Linked DNA regions of Mus musculus: region 2 is linked to region 1. A link is a contact called in public promoter capture Hi-C data. All regions are on one chromosome and are shown on one strand. The core of a region is the stretch at or near the end of the contact, and the rest is flanking DNA. Distances in the headings are between cores, read along the strand shown. Region 1 holds the start of Sar1a (secretion associated Ras related GTPase 1A). Region 2 holds the start of Sowahc (sosondowah ankyrin repeat domain family member C).

Evidence for each region. Promoter capture Hi-C pulls out the DNA fragments that hold promoters and counts their contacts.
Region 2: a promoter capture Hi-C map of liver shows a contact between it and region 1, with 2.7 times the contacts expected there. The contact joins the promoter of Sowahc here to the promoter of Sar1a in region 1. A contact is called at or near these places in 2 of 39 promoter capture datasets (liver and pre-B cells) and 1 of 115 datasets of contacts at active chromatin or transcription factors (astrocytes).

Annotation. Positions count from the first base shown.
Region 1 is chr10:61,676,981-61,684,714 of GRCm38.p6, forward strand. Sar1a (secretion associated Ras related GTPase 1A) reads left to right here and starts at 3,305. Exons shown (of 7, transcript NM_009120.3): 1 at 3,305-3,433. It overlaps 1700022H01Rik (RIKEN cDNA 1700022H01 gene), which reads right to left and starts at 3,310. Exons shown (of 2, transcript NR_126477.1): 1 at 3,159-3,310.
Region 2 is chr10:59,216,723-59,223,456 of GRCm38.p6, forward strand. Sowahc (sosondowah ankyrin repeat domain family member C) reads left to right here and starts at 5,200. Exons shown (of 1, transcript NM_172939.3): 1 at 5,200-6,734. The coding sequence starts at 5,322. Septin10 (septin 10) reads right to left here and starts at 4,778. Exons shown (of 10, transcript NM_001024911.3): 1 at 4,669-4,778. The coding sequence starts at 4,686.

The sequences.
Region 1 (7,734 bases), core at 2,055-4,554:
AGATGGTTGTGAGCTGCCTTATGGGTACTGGGAATTGAACCTCTTGAAAGAGTAGCAGCACTCAAAACTACTGAGCCATCTCTCAAGCTCCCAAAGATTGATTTGTTTGTTTGATTTTTGAGACAGGGTTTTCTCTGTGTAGCCTTAGCTGTCCTGGAACTCACTCTGTAGACCAGGCACCACCACTGCACAGCTCCAGAAATTGATTTTTAACTATGTGTATTTGTATATGTGTGTGGGTGTGTGCACTTGAGTACAGGTGCAGGTAGAGAGGCCAGGAGAGGGCCTTGGATCTCCTGGGGCAGTTGTGAACCACCCAACAGGGAACCGGAGTGGGATCTTCTAAAAGTACAAGACCATCTCTCCAGCCCCAATAAAAGCTTTAATTGCGTGTATCGGAGTGTGGCTATGTGACATGAATACAGTCCTGGGGTTGGAGTGATAGGATGATGTACCCGATGCTTGGGATGGATCTTAGGTCTTCTGTTATACAATCTTAACCATTAGGCATTGCTCCAGCCCCTGCTGTGCTTAATCTTTAAGCCAGGGGCTTTGAACAATGTAACTTTAAAAACCACAAAAATCACACACTCACCCACACTCGTGATACCTGAATACCACCCTCCCTCTTGAGAAGCCCATACTCATGTGCTAGACTCTGTACTCTCCTTTTCCAAAAAGTAACAAATCCCCACTACCTATCTTCCCAAACCTAAGTCTAAAGCAGTGTTTCTCAAACCTGTGGTCAGGACCCCTCTGGGAGCCAAACAACCCTTTCACAGGGACCACCTAAGATCATCAGAATATCAGATATTTACATTACCCGGAACAGTGAAATTACAGCTAGGAATTGGCAATGAAAATAATTGTATGCCGGGCAGTAGTGGCACATGCCTTTAATCCCAGCACTTGGGAGGCAGAGGCAGGCAGATTTCTGAGTTCGAGGCCAGCCTGGGCTACAGAGTGAGTTCCAGGACAGCCAGGGCTACACAGAGAAACTCTGTCTCAAAAAACAAAAACAAAACAAAAACAAAACTGAAAATAATTTTATGGTTGAGGGGGAGTCCCAGGTTGCCACAGCCTGAGGAACTGTATTAAAGAGTCGAAGCCTTAGGCCGGTTGAGAACCTTTCGGAAGCTTGTACCTCTTCTTAGGTCTGTTTAATAAACTGGCTAACTTCACGTCACTCTGATTCTTCTGAGCTGCAGGCAAATGCCTGTCTTTACTTGAATGGGATGGGGAAAGGAGCCCCTTGGGCTGCTCGTGCAGGGCTGGACTGCATCTCTTCTTGGCACTCACAAGCCAAGCTGCCCTCAGAGTTCAGAGGTTCTCCTGCCTCTGCCCCCCGAGGGCTGGAATGTAGCTGTATTCTGATACACCTTGCTGCATTGTTTTTTTGATTTTTAAAATGACCTTAGTCAGTTTGTGTCTATGAACATTTTACTTACATATATGTGTGTTGTGTGTTCTAAGAAGCCTTGAAGGTCAGAAAAGGGTGCTGGATCCCGTGGGACTGGAGTTACAGATGCTTGTGAGCAGCCATGTGGGTGCTGGGATTGAACTCATTCTTAGGGGAGATGTCACATGTACTTTTTAGCTTGGTGACCTCATGACTGAGACCTCACCAGACCCTCCTGTAGCTTTAGACCCATTTTTATGAAATGCCTGGTATCAAACTCTGGAAGTTGGAACCAACACTGGCTAACTAAGTCGCACTCACTTGCTTTCCTTCTTAGTTCACAGGAACCATTCCTTTGCCAGCCCTGGCATTTGCAGAGACTGCCCTCCCCACCCCACTTTCTGTGGTTCTGGAACTTGAACTCAGGTTGTCAGTCTTGATCTTTGAGCAGTGTGACTGCTAATCTTGGTTGTCAAGTTGATCACATCTGGAATTAACTAAGATGAAAGCAGCTGGTCACACCTGTGAGGGATTTTTCTTGATCGGATCATATGAAGTGGGAAGACCCACCCTAAATCTGGGCCACACTCTCGAGTGGCAGCCCACATAAAAGGACATGGAAGGAGGAGGCGTTTGCTTTTTTGCCTGCTTGCCCTCACTCTCCCTGGCAAGTTCATCTGTTCTGTTGTTGAGGCATCCCTCCATTGATATTAGGACCTACTTCTTTGGGATTCCAACTTCGACTGAAGACTACTGGCTATGTAGTAGTTCCCTAGATTCTCAGCATCAGATTGGGACTGCTGAGCCTATCAGTCTGGTATGGTCTGAACCATTACCCAACTCTTGGCCTTCCCATTGGGAAACAACCAATTGTTGGACTACTCAGACCACAGCCTGTAAGCCACTCTAATAAATCCTCTTAACGATATATTGGGGTTAGAGAGATGGCTGAGCAGTGAAGAGCACTGGATGGTCTTCCAGAGGACTTGGGTTCAATTCCCAGCAGAGATATGCTCACTAGAATCTCACCATGGTCTATAACTCCCGTTCCAGGAGATCTGACACCCTTTTGGTCTCTGCAGGCAACAAACATGTACATAGTACAGACATTCATGCAAACAAAACACTTGTAAATATTTTTTAAGTTGCACATGTATAATTATTCTATCTCTGTTCCTTATTTATTCGTTTGTTTAAGACAGGGTATCGCCGTGTAACTCTGGCTGGCCTGGAACTCAGAGATCCATAGACATTAGCTTCCCAAGGGCTGGCATTAAAGGCGTGCATCACAATGCGGGGCCAGTTGTGGTTCCTCTGAGAGCCCTGGCTAAAACAGTAGGCAAACCTACCTTGACCTGATGGATGAGCTATTTTGCAAGCCCCAGTTAACTGATTTGTTCAGTGGAGCTATTAATACGTACTGAGGGTTAAACCAGATGAAGGATCCCAAGCAGTCAGGGTACTGCCCAAAACTGCTCATTAAACTCTTGTTGCTTTTATTTAGAAAGCTGAAAAATAGAAACGCTATCCCAAGGCGGGGAAAACAACTTAAAACGATGACTAGGTGACATCCACCTAGGTTGAGGTCTCCAAAGTCAATTCTACTGTCCTAGACTCTACTGATATCTGGCAGCCTCCGCTTCTGATGTCCGGCGCGCGTCTGAAAACATACTGGGATCGGAAGCCCCAGGCTGCTTAAGTAGCTGCTTAAGTTGGGGACAGAAGCCCAGGCCGCCTGACAGACGCTGCCACGTCTTACCCCGCTTGAGAGCCTCCACAGAGCGGGCGGAGCCTCACCCCGAGCGTACGTCACTCCTTAGGCCCGCCTCTCCGCGGCCAGAGTGGCTGTTAGGGCGGTACCCACAGCCCGGACGGCGTGACGCGTCGAGGGGGCGGGGCACGTGCGTGCCCGGAAGTCTCAGGGAGGGGCGTGACGTACATCCGGCGCGTAGCTGGCGGACCCGGGGACTGCTGGTCTGTGTGCTCTGAGGGAGGGTCGCGCCGCCAGCCACCGCCGGAGGAGCCCCTCGGGCCGTGAGTCGGGGCCCCAGCGGAGGAGGTGGCGGTGGGGCAGCGGGCCCGGGACGGGCCACAGCGAAGGCCGGGGCGCGGGGCCGCCGCGGAGGGGCTGGGTGGGGGTGCAGTGACACGCAGGCGGTTCCGCGGGCCGGCTCTGGGCGGGGACGGGCTGCGGGGTGGCGTGGCGGCGGTCGGGGTTTTTTTTGGGGGAGGAGACGGCTTCGTGGCCTCCATAGCGGAGGAGTCTGGTTCCTCGGTGAGGATAGCTGGAGCCCTGGCACTCATCCTTGCGTTCTGCAGATCGTGGCCCTCGAGTAGCGAGTGGGCGCTCGAGCCCCACGTTCAGCCTCTGGGTATCCGATGCCCTGTCTGGAACCCATGGTCTCTCCCTCCACCAACACCCCACTCCCATCCACCCTTTTTATTTTTCCTGTGCATGGAAAAATTCCCTCTTGGGCGATTATCGTAGATGAATGTTTTCTTCGTCATTTTTACCCAGGTGAGAATGGTACCGACCAATGGTACCATTGGTAGTCGTACCCTTTCTCAGTATCCTCCCTCACTGGGTGTTTCTTCAGTACCTGGGCACTGTCCGCTCAGGTTGAGAAGGGAGGGTTAGGGGGGAATTGTCAGGAAGCTGATCTTTGACATTCACCTTGCAGCTACGTAGACTTTCTTAGTTAATAGCCAGCTGCCTTCTATCCCAGATTCACCCGGAGTGAATATGTTTGAGAGTACGTTTTTTATTGCTTGATGGTCTTTCTGGCACTTGTTTGTTCCCATCTTGATATTTGCACGGTTTTTACTTAAGGTTCATGAATTGTGTTGTTGGTTTTAATATTCTTAACATTCCATAGATGATAGAGTAGACGAAGAATAGAAAATAGTGTGTTCTTAAGATTATCGTCTGTGTAGGTGGTAGGTTAAGGAAGAAAGTTACCTTTTACCCTTTTGGAAGTCTTATGATTGGAATTTAATATTAGCAGGAAAAGGGCTTTGGTTTTAGGTGAGAGGCTTTTCTTCTTAAATACCTTATTTTTATTTGATGTGAATTGTTGTTTTACCTCCATGTGTGCCTGTGTGAGATCCCCTAGAGATGAAGTTACAGTTCTGAGCCGCATGTGGGTGCTGGGGCTTGAACCCAGGGCCTCTGGGAGAGCAGTTGGTACTCTGAACCTCTGATCCGTCTCTCCTGGCTTTTGGAACTGATGCTTTTGACCGCACAGTCTTGAACAGGACAGGGAGCCTAAAGAGTGTCCTCGTCTTCATCTTGGCTTGCTAGAGTTGGTGGGAGGATGAGATGAAGGTATTTGTGCTGGTGCTGTATAAATTCTAAGGTTGCTGGTGGATGAATTGGTTCAGATCCCGAGATCTCAAGGACAGTGTCAGCAAGGCCATTTCTTCAGCTTTGGGCAGCAGTACAGCCCAACTCTGGGCTCTGAGAGGAGTACTACTTTTTTTTTTTTTTAAGATTTATGTATTTATTTTATGTATATGAGTACACTGTAACTGTTAGACACACCAGGAGAGGGCATCGGATCCCATTACAGATGGTTGTGAGCCATCATGTGGTTGCTGGGAATTGAACTCTGGAAGAGCAGTCAGTGCTCTTACCCACTGAGCCATCTCTCCAGTCCCAGTACTACTTTTTAACATCACTGAAGAATTCATTCTAATACTTTTCCTTATCATTTTGGTAGGAAGGCTTTTAAAACAAGAACTGGGAAGGAAAATAAATTGGAAAATGAAAGTAAGTCAGTTACGTTACCACTTAAAAAAATCCTCTAAAGTATCACATTTGTAGAATTAACCAGGCTGAGAATATTTGCTTTCCTTTTCTTTGTTTTTGTTTTTGTTTTTGTTTTTTGTTTGTTTGTTTGTTTTGTTTTGTTTTCCTTTGAAACAGAGTGTCACTATGTAGCCTACTTTGGCTTGGTGAAGCTGCAACACACTAAAGCTCCTCTTCCTGCCTCAGCCTCTCAGGTGCTGTGGTCAAAGCTTTCACACCCATGTCCATCTTGGGAATTCTTCTAAAGAGATGTGGCTAAAAACAAAGTGCTGGACTATTGGCAGCAAACCAGTGCACATGAATTAGACTTGTTGGGTGTAAGAGGCCACAGTAGGCCACAGCCTGTTAAAGATGAACTGGGTCTCTCCTGGAATAAAGTGAGAGATAAGGGAGGATGTCTGGCTAGGGGGACTGTAGAAGAAAGATGTATTGTTTTATTTACTCAATAAACTTGAATTTAAACATGTATTTGTTACTGGCTTCTTAAAGTGCTAAGTTGTGCAGGTTTGTCAGTGCCAAGAATCGAACCCAGGGCCATGCATTTTAGCTAAGAATCCCTTGCTTGCACTGAGCTATGCTCCCAGCCTCCCCTCCATACGTTTTTTTTTTTATTTTTTTCTTGGTGATGGGACCTCATGATTCAGGCTGGCTTCAATTCATTGTATGGGTGAGACACCAGCATTTTTGTTTTGGGTTTTTTGTTTGTTTGTTTGTTTGTTTGTTTTTGAGACAGGGGTTTTGATGTGTAGCTTAAGCTGGCCTTCAATTCCCTATGTAGCCCAGGCTGGCCTTTGAACTTGTGATCTTTCTTCTTGAGCCTCTTGAATGGTAAGATTGCAAGTGTGTACTTCCCCTCCTGGCTATTACTTAACATGCAAAATGTGTTCTGTGTGCCACAGTTTCTGTCTGTACCTTCACCCAAATGTTGCTCTTTCATAAAAGCTGAGTGGAGCAAGCATGAGGTAGTTTCTAAGGTTTACAGGTCAGGCCATAGGCTTGATAAAACCACAGTAATTTGATAGTTTGCTTTCATCTAGCATCTTTGAAGAATTCAGGTGAGACTGCGTAGTAGCATTCAGGATGCTGAAGCATAAGGATAGCTTAAAGCCCTGGAGTTTGAAGCCAGTCTAGGCAACACAGCAGGATCCTGTCTCTTAAAAGATAAAAATACACACATATGTATGAATGTGCATACATAGGTAATTTCCTCCAGTTATTGTTCATGGAAGTTTTGTGTAATTGCAGTTACTGCATTTTCTGTCAAGTTTTGTCTTGTTGAGAAAGTAGTGGTTTTTCTTTTCTGCGATAAACGGAGCTGCTGATACAGAAATTCAGTGTGACCAGGAAATGGGTCTCTGTGAATCTTACCATTCCTCGGTATTTCTAGATCCTTCCTTCTTAACTGTGCTTAGAGCTCTCAGTGGCTTTACTCATACATTTTCCCCTTAAAGCCTATAGGCACTAGGAAAAGTGGTTTTGGTGTCTGTGCTAGTTAAGACAGACTGGCAGCAGTCCTTGGTGCTTCATGGTTGAGACCCTGTCTCAAAAGAAACAAATAAGATGTTTGCTTGCTTTAGAACCTCTTACTATATTATGAATTAGTATACTTAAGAAATTAAGAATTCGTAATATGTAACACTAGATTATATTATAGAAGTTTTTATTCCTGTATGTTTCTGTAAAACAGGATATCCTTTCACAAGTTGAAACATCTGTAAATGGTTAAGGATATTGGTAAGTGGAGTCAACCAAACTGGGCCAGTTGATAGATTTGCTGTGTCCTTTTTGGAGCTGTATAGAACAGCTTAATAACTTCTTATTCAGGTCAATGAACTCTTCATTCATAGCTTTGTTTTGATTCTTTTGTTCTAAGAATCCCAGTGGCCTAGGACTCATTGTGTGGACCAAGGCTGGGCACAGATTTTCCTGTCTCTGTCTCCCAAGTTCTGGGATTTCGTGGACATGTCACCACACACAGCTCCCATCATGGTTCATACCAGGTGCATGTTTGGCTTCTTGATTCAGCTTTTTACTTTTTCAAGACAGATGTTCTCTATGTAGCCCTGGCTGTCCTGGAACACTCTTCTGTAGATCAGGCTGGTCTCAAACGAAGAGATTCTGTCTCCCAAGTGCTGGGATTAAAGGCATGTACCACCCCCACCCAGCTTGATTCTGATCATTAAAGATACTGCATTGCTAGGGATGTTGCCAACTAGTAGGCAGCAGTGAATGGGTAGCTTCCTGGAGGAGTACATCTCCCAGTAAAGGGGGATGGTGTGTCTGAAATGCCTAGTTCTTTGGTTATCTGAATTTGCAGATGTGAGAGTCCTAGAGTCTTCCCTTCAGACTACAAAATCCTTGTCTCAAAAACTAAGGAGATTAGTTAGTCTTTGCAACATTGATTTTTATTTTGTGTGTGAGTGTTTTGCTTGCGTGCATGTATGTTTAACACAGAGGCTAGAAGAGAGCATTGGATTCCCTTGGAACTAGAGTTAACAGATAGTTGTGAACTATCATGTGCGTGCTG
Region 2 (6,734 bases), core at 3,950-6,449, 2.5 Mb before region 1:
AAATTCTAAAAACACAATACAGAAGGGAAGTTTTTCCTCATTAACTTCAGCTGCTGACCATTCTTCTGAGGAAGTCCCATGTCCGTAAGATAATGTCTTAACTAGTGATCACTATGGGTGGCCCAGCCCTCTGTGGATCATACCACCCCCAGGTAGGTGATTCTGGTCTGTATAAGAAAACAAGCTGAGCATGAGCCTATGAGCTAGTCTGAATTGGAGCCAGCAAGCACTGTTACTGCATGGTTCCCACCCTGACTTGCTTCGGTGATGCACTGTGACCTGGAAGTGTAAGGCAAATCAATCCATTCCTCCCCCACATTTCTTTGGCTGCACATTTAATCACAGCAACCAAGTAATCCAAGCACAGCAATAACTGATGATCCAATACAAAGTTTTAAGTCAAGAGAGGCTTAGAGATTTATATTCTGATTTCTGAAAAGCCAAAAACTGCTGATCCAGACTATTATTCTTGGTAAAACTACCTGTCTTAATTGAAAATTTAAAACTTCACATAATTAAAACTAATGGAATTTGTGACCACTAAGCCAAATAATGGAAGGAGGATTACTGCAGAATACTGTATGGAATAGAAGGAATACTTCAAACTGAAGACAAAATACCCAAAAGACCAAAGGAGGAAAATAGATACCAGAACAAAAAGCCAAAAGAGATTTAGGAAAGCACTACAAAATTAAATAAAATTAGAGAAACAAATATACATATTTCAGTAATAACTATATTAGTGGTCTCAAGTCCCCCAACAAAAGATACAGACTAGCAAACTGTAATAGAGAGCAAGACCCATCTTTTTGCTTTCTCTCTGCTAGATTTCATATACAGCTCAGAACTTCCTGCCAGAAATGGCACTGCCAAGAGTGGACTGGGTTTTTCTACATCAACTAACAATCAAGATAATCCTCACAGACGTGGCCACAGATCAATCTGATCTGGGCAATCTATCCATTGAGACTGCCACAGATGACCCCAAACTATGTCAAGGTGTCAGCTTAAACTAAGGAAGACACCTGTGAGTAATGTTTTGTACCTATACAGATATAGTACTACCTTAGTAACAACTCCCCTCAATAAGACATCTTTCTAGTTGAACTTTCAAATGTATTCAAGTAATGCTGGCCTGATTTGTGCTCAAAATAATGTTCTTGCAAATTAATATGCATGTAACACAACAAAAATATCACTGTACAAATATTGTCTATGAAAAAACTAAGTATAAACAACTCACAAAATATTTGGGTATCTGTGAATAAATTCTGTACTTATTTCACAATATATCAACTCTTTCTATATAAAACCATCTAACTAGAAAAAAGATTTCTCACAGTCTCCATAAATATGGAGGGTAGATTGAACTAGGAATTTTAGTTTTTGTTTTGTTACTTGAGATAATGTCTCTCTACATAACCCAGGCCAGTCTTGAGCTCACTATGTATCCTAAACTGACCTTGAATTTTTATCATCCTCCTGCCTCATCCTCCAGACACACACCATCTGCCACCCCCACCCCCAAGTGCTTACAGGTATTTATCACCATAAGCTTAATCTGGTTCCTCTATTATCATTAGCATATACCATTTATATAAAATAATGGTTTTATGACATTTTTAAACACGTAAACAATATTTGATGCTATTCTCAGCCCCCCCTTTCAGCTTCCCTTAACCCTCTCTTGAATCCTACTGGTCTCCGTGCCCCTCAAGACAGAAAAATATGAAAGTCTCCAAATCTGCATTCCATTTAGAAAAAAGCCAGCATACCATCTCCCAACTGCCCCCCATATCTTTACCTCAACTCAAACCCCTTCTTACTCTTTACAATGTATATTTTAAAATGAATTATTGTAGTTTTTTGTAAATGTTGATTTTTGGTTTTGTGGGTTCCTCCTGGGTCTTCCTTTATCTGTCTCCTATCTTCTCTGGCTCAGCTCAGCTTCTCCTAGCTCCACTGTCATCGCCTGTTTTCTCTGATCCTACTTCTGCCTACTCCGCAATCCTACTACTCTGTTTCTGCTAACACGCTATCTCCCTTACTACTCTCTCTCTTTCCCCTCAGCCTCTGCTAGCTTTTACATCCTCTCCTGTTCCCAGAAGTTCAAGAGCCAACTGGCACCGAAGAGCACAGGGTCATTTAAAGCACATATTTCATACTGCATATTATGTTCTTATTTCAATTATATTACTCACACCTGACATACATGAAAATAACCCAAGCATCCTATACGACTTACACCTCTGTCAATAAACACCCCTCAAACATATCCACAACTGACTGGATGACTACTGCGTCATCTCTACTAAACTGCCATTCGTTTCCCCCAGTCATCTGTCTCAGGCCTGGGTACCACGGGGATTAGGATTCTTTAAAAGGAAGAAGCTTTCGATTGCCTTAAATGTCCTATGGCTGGGCTGACAGGCTTTACCGTCCTCCTTCCATCATGCTTTTGTGTAGCAAAAGCCCCTGCTTCTCTTACAAGAGTTCTCAATCATCTTCCATGCTAAGAGAAGTGACAGTGAAGTGCCAAAGCTGGAGTTCACTGTCCCCCACATCACTGCTCTCTAAGGCTACATGTCAAACATGCTGTTTGACTTCACGTTACATTTTTATCTCAACTTTGCTTTATGTTTAAAAACATTTCCCCCTGGTCTATAGAGTGAGTTCCAGGACAGCCAGGACTACACAGAGAAATCCTGTCTCAGAAAAACAAACAAACAAACAAAAAAAAACAAAAACAAAAACATCACCCCAATTATTTCTTTATCCCTTAATTTAAAAGGTCTTAAGAGTCTGTGTAAGGAAAACTGGAAATCCTAGAATTCCTAGTTACGGTGAATTCATGGTTACTGTGACAATATGGTAACCACATTTCTCAAAACAGAACCCCCAACATATAATCTTAAAAAATTATGGTGCCTAGAAAGAGAACTGGCACTATTCCAGAACACCTAAGACTAGGACTTTTCCAGATGAAGTTACAGTCTCTGTACCTTCACTTATCTTTGAAGGTAACGAATACAATTACATGTAGAATGGCATTTAAATAGAAGCAAACAAGGACATAGTGGCACATAGAAATTCTCAACGACTACCTGATGGGGGGAAACAAACAGCTTAACAGTAACACAGCTTTGTCAACTGAGATGTCTCGGATGCACAGAATAGCTGATAAAAGTATAACTGTTGCTAAGAAGAACACGGACCCTCGTGGCAGAAATTCACCTATAAATGCCATTTCTAGTAACTACAAATAGAAATTCCATTGTTTTCAGCTTTCTATAAAAGTATATGAGCCACAACATAAACCTCTTCCTATGTGAAGCAATAAACAGATTCCAAATATGGTGAAACTCCATTCACATGTAAATATCGAAAAATTTACCCACGGTAGACATCATGGCAAATATGGGTGACAGATGTGAATGCAGTTACTGTGTCCAATGTATATTTCAGGGGGAAGAGACCTATAAGTTGTATTAGTGTGGATATATCTAACAAGAAATCAAAGTTTCATCATGCTAAAGAATTAGAAGGTACTGATAAATCACTAAATGGATGATAATACTTTTTTATGAGAATAGGTTTACTGGACAGCCATTAAGGTTCGAATAGCTTAGGTACTATGATTTTTTTTTCATGTCAATGATCACGAACCAACTTCACACAGAAATTATAGCATTTATCTATTTCTCATTATTTTTATTTTAGTCTATTGAAATAAGTTCTACAACTAAAATGCAACATAGGAAGATAATAATAAGAGTCACTTGTTTCAGGTAAGTAGAAAGTTATTTGGGAAATGTTGCTTGAGATTAAGAATCCGACAAAAATACTACCAATGCCAAAGGATTCAATAGAGTTAGTTAAGAGGATTACTTTCATTAATATTGGATAAGGGAAATATTAGAGTTTCTTAAAGTAGAGAAAAATAATTTACTGCGTGCAGCTGTTAGGGAAGTAGAAATAGAATCTATTCTACCCCCTGCGACAACTGGAAGATTCCACATACAATCTTAAAATGATGGGAACAAAAGCAAGATTACAAGAGATTGGTATTATGAAAACAGTATGACCTCTCGGATAACTATGGCTTATATCCTATATCAACTAAGATAAGTTTTTCAAGTTATTTGAACCGCACAAAACATTGGATCGGTCAAGTGGTTTGTTTGTTTTTTTTTTGTTGTTTTTTTTTTTTTTCATTACAAGGGGACGGGAAAGCCAAACAAAACCGCCAAGCATTACAGTAAACCCGCGAGCTTTGGAAAATCTAAGGAAGCCGACTTTCCGGTCAGTAGCCATGTACGTGTACACAATTGCACAAAATCAGGCGGATTCCAAGGCCTGATTTAAGTCGGGGAAAAGGAAAAAAAAAACCGTTACAAAGTGATAGGCATCGATCATCATCCTGGATTTCATTTACACCACCCCGCTTTGGCCAGGACCAGGAAGCCTGGAAAATGTAACTTTTCCCCAACATGCAGTCGCTCGCCAGAGCTCTTCAGCCCTCGCCCTGGGGCAACAGGGAGCCCCCTCTCCACGACACGCGGAGTCCCGGAGCCGCACGGTCACAATCTCGCTGGCCCAGAGGCGACCGGGCGGGGCGGGGCGGGGGCTCGGGGAACCCAAGGGCGCGGGGCTCACCAGCTGCTGTACCTCGTCGCATGAGGCCATAGCCCTGGTGGGACGTAGGGAAACGGTGGTCTCAGGCTGGACGCAAACACAGGTCCCGGGCCGCTTCAGAGAGAGACCCGCTGGGCGTAACTGGCGGGACAAGGGGCGTGCCCGGCGCCCCGCAGCCGTTAATGGGCGGGGCGGCCTCTGCTGAGAGGCTGGGGCGGGGCCGAGGCGGAGGGCTGCGGGAACGCGCCAGGGACTACCAGGGTTTCCCGCGCTCGGGGCGAGCTTCTCCCGGGTGTGCCCCACCGGGCGTTTTGACGAAAAGCCAAGTGTGTGGGGAGGGTGAGTGGAAACGTGAGCCTCGGAGGCCAAGCTCTGGGTCCCTCGCCTCCCGCCACTGGCGGAAACAGTGGCTGCGAGCCCGCGCGGAGCCCGGAAGTGGGCGGGGCCTCGGGCCGGGGACTGTCGCCGAGATTGAGTCCCGAGCGGAAGTGGGTGTGGCGGGGCGTGTCCACTGGGACGCGGCCCCAGTGAGGCGGTGTCAGCGCTCGCGGGACTCGAGACTCTTCAAAGCTGGGATCGCGCGTGCTGCCAGCCACTGAGACCCAAGCCGCTCTCCGGGTCCTCCAGGCGTCCGGCCATGGTGTCTGGCTGAGCGCTCCTGGGGCTGAGAAGCTGAGCCGCGGTGAATGGAGGGGTCACTGGAGCTGAGCTCGGAGGCGATCCTGCGCTTCCTCGCCGAGCGTGGGGGCCGGGCGGGACACTCGGAATTGGTGCAACACTTCAGGGACGTCCTGGGTGGCCAGCGCGAACAGCGCACCCGCGCCCGCGAGCGCTTCAAGGAACTGGTCAATGCCGTGGCCACCGTGCGCACCGATCCCGCGGATGGTACCAAGTATGTGCATCTCAAGAAAAGGTTCTGTACGGGGGATTCCCCCCCGCTTGAGGCCAAGCTCCCCCGAGAGCCCCCGCGTATCGAGGTGACTGAGGAGCCTCAAGTCCCGGACCTTGCAGCGGAGCCTTGCGAGGGCAGCCAGCTCCAGGAGGCAAATCCACAGTTGTCTCTCGGACTGGGTGGCGAAGTGAGCGACCAAGAGCCTCCAGCCCCTGCTCAAGGTGGGGCCCAAGGTAAGGACTCGCCACCACAGGAGGTCGAGGCCGTGTCCTGGGCGTCGGGTCCCGGGTCCAGCGAGAACCTTAAACTCCCTCCACAGGGGGAGGCTGAAGGGGGCAGTTCCCCTAGTGGGCCAAACACACCCAGGTCGGCCCGTCAGAACTTTCGGGACCTGGTGTTGGGCAGCTCCCCGCAACTAAAGAGGAGCGTGGGTCCTGGGGACGGTAACGCTGGAGGTCGCAGCAGAGGAGGGGGCGACTCCGATACCGCATCGTTAGCTTCTTCGTCCGCAGAAGAGGAGAGCAGCGTCGGGGCCTCGGTTACCCTGGATCCCCTGGATCACGCCTGGATGCTCTCAGCTTCCGAGGGCAAGTGGGACAGCCTAGAAGGGCTGCTCACTTGTGAGCCCGGCCTGCTCTCGAAGCGAGACTTCATCACCGGCTTCACTTGTCTCCACTGGGCCGCCAAGCACGGCAGGCAAGAGCTCCTGGCCATGTTGGTCAACTTTGCCACCAAACACCAGCTGCCAGTGAACATCAATGCCAAGTCGAGCGGAGGCTACACTGCCCTACATTTGGCAGCGATGCATGGGCATGTAGAGGTGGTGAAGTTACTAGTGGGGGCCTACGACGCAGATGTAGACATCAGGGACTACAGCGGGAGAAAGGCCTCTCAGTATCTGAGCGAGAGCATCGCAGAGGAGATAAAGAACCTGGTGGGAGCCCTGGATGAAGATGATGGAGACAGCCCTGCCGCCCGCGGGGGTGGGCGCTGGAGACTTTCAAAGGTGCTCCCCTCACACATCACTCACAAACTCTCCCCGGTCGTGGAAGACGGAGCTGAACTTCACCACCACGTCCCCGAGGGATGGACTGGAGGAAGCAAAGCAAAAGATTCAGGTCGCAAAGCCTCGGGCAGCTCAAGTGGACGGATGAAGCCACGACTCAACAAAATCCGATTCCGAACCCAGATCATTCACACCACTCCC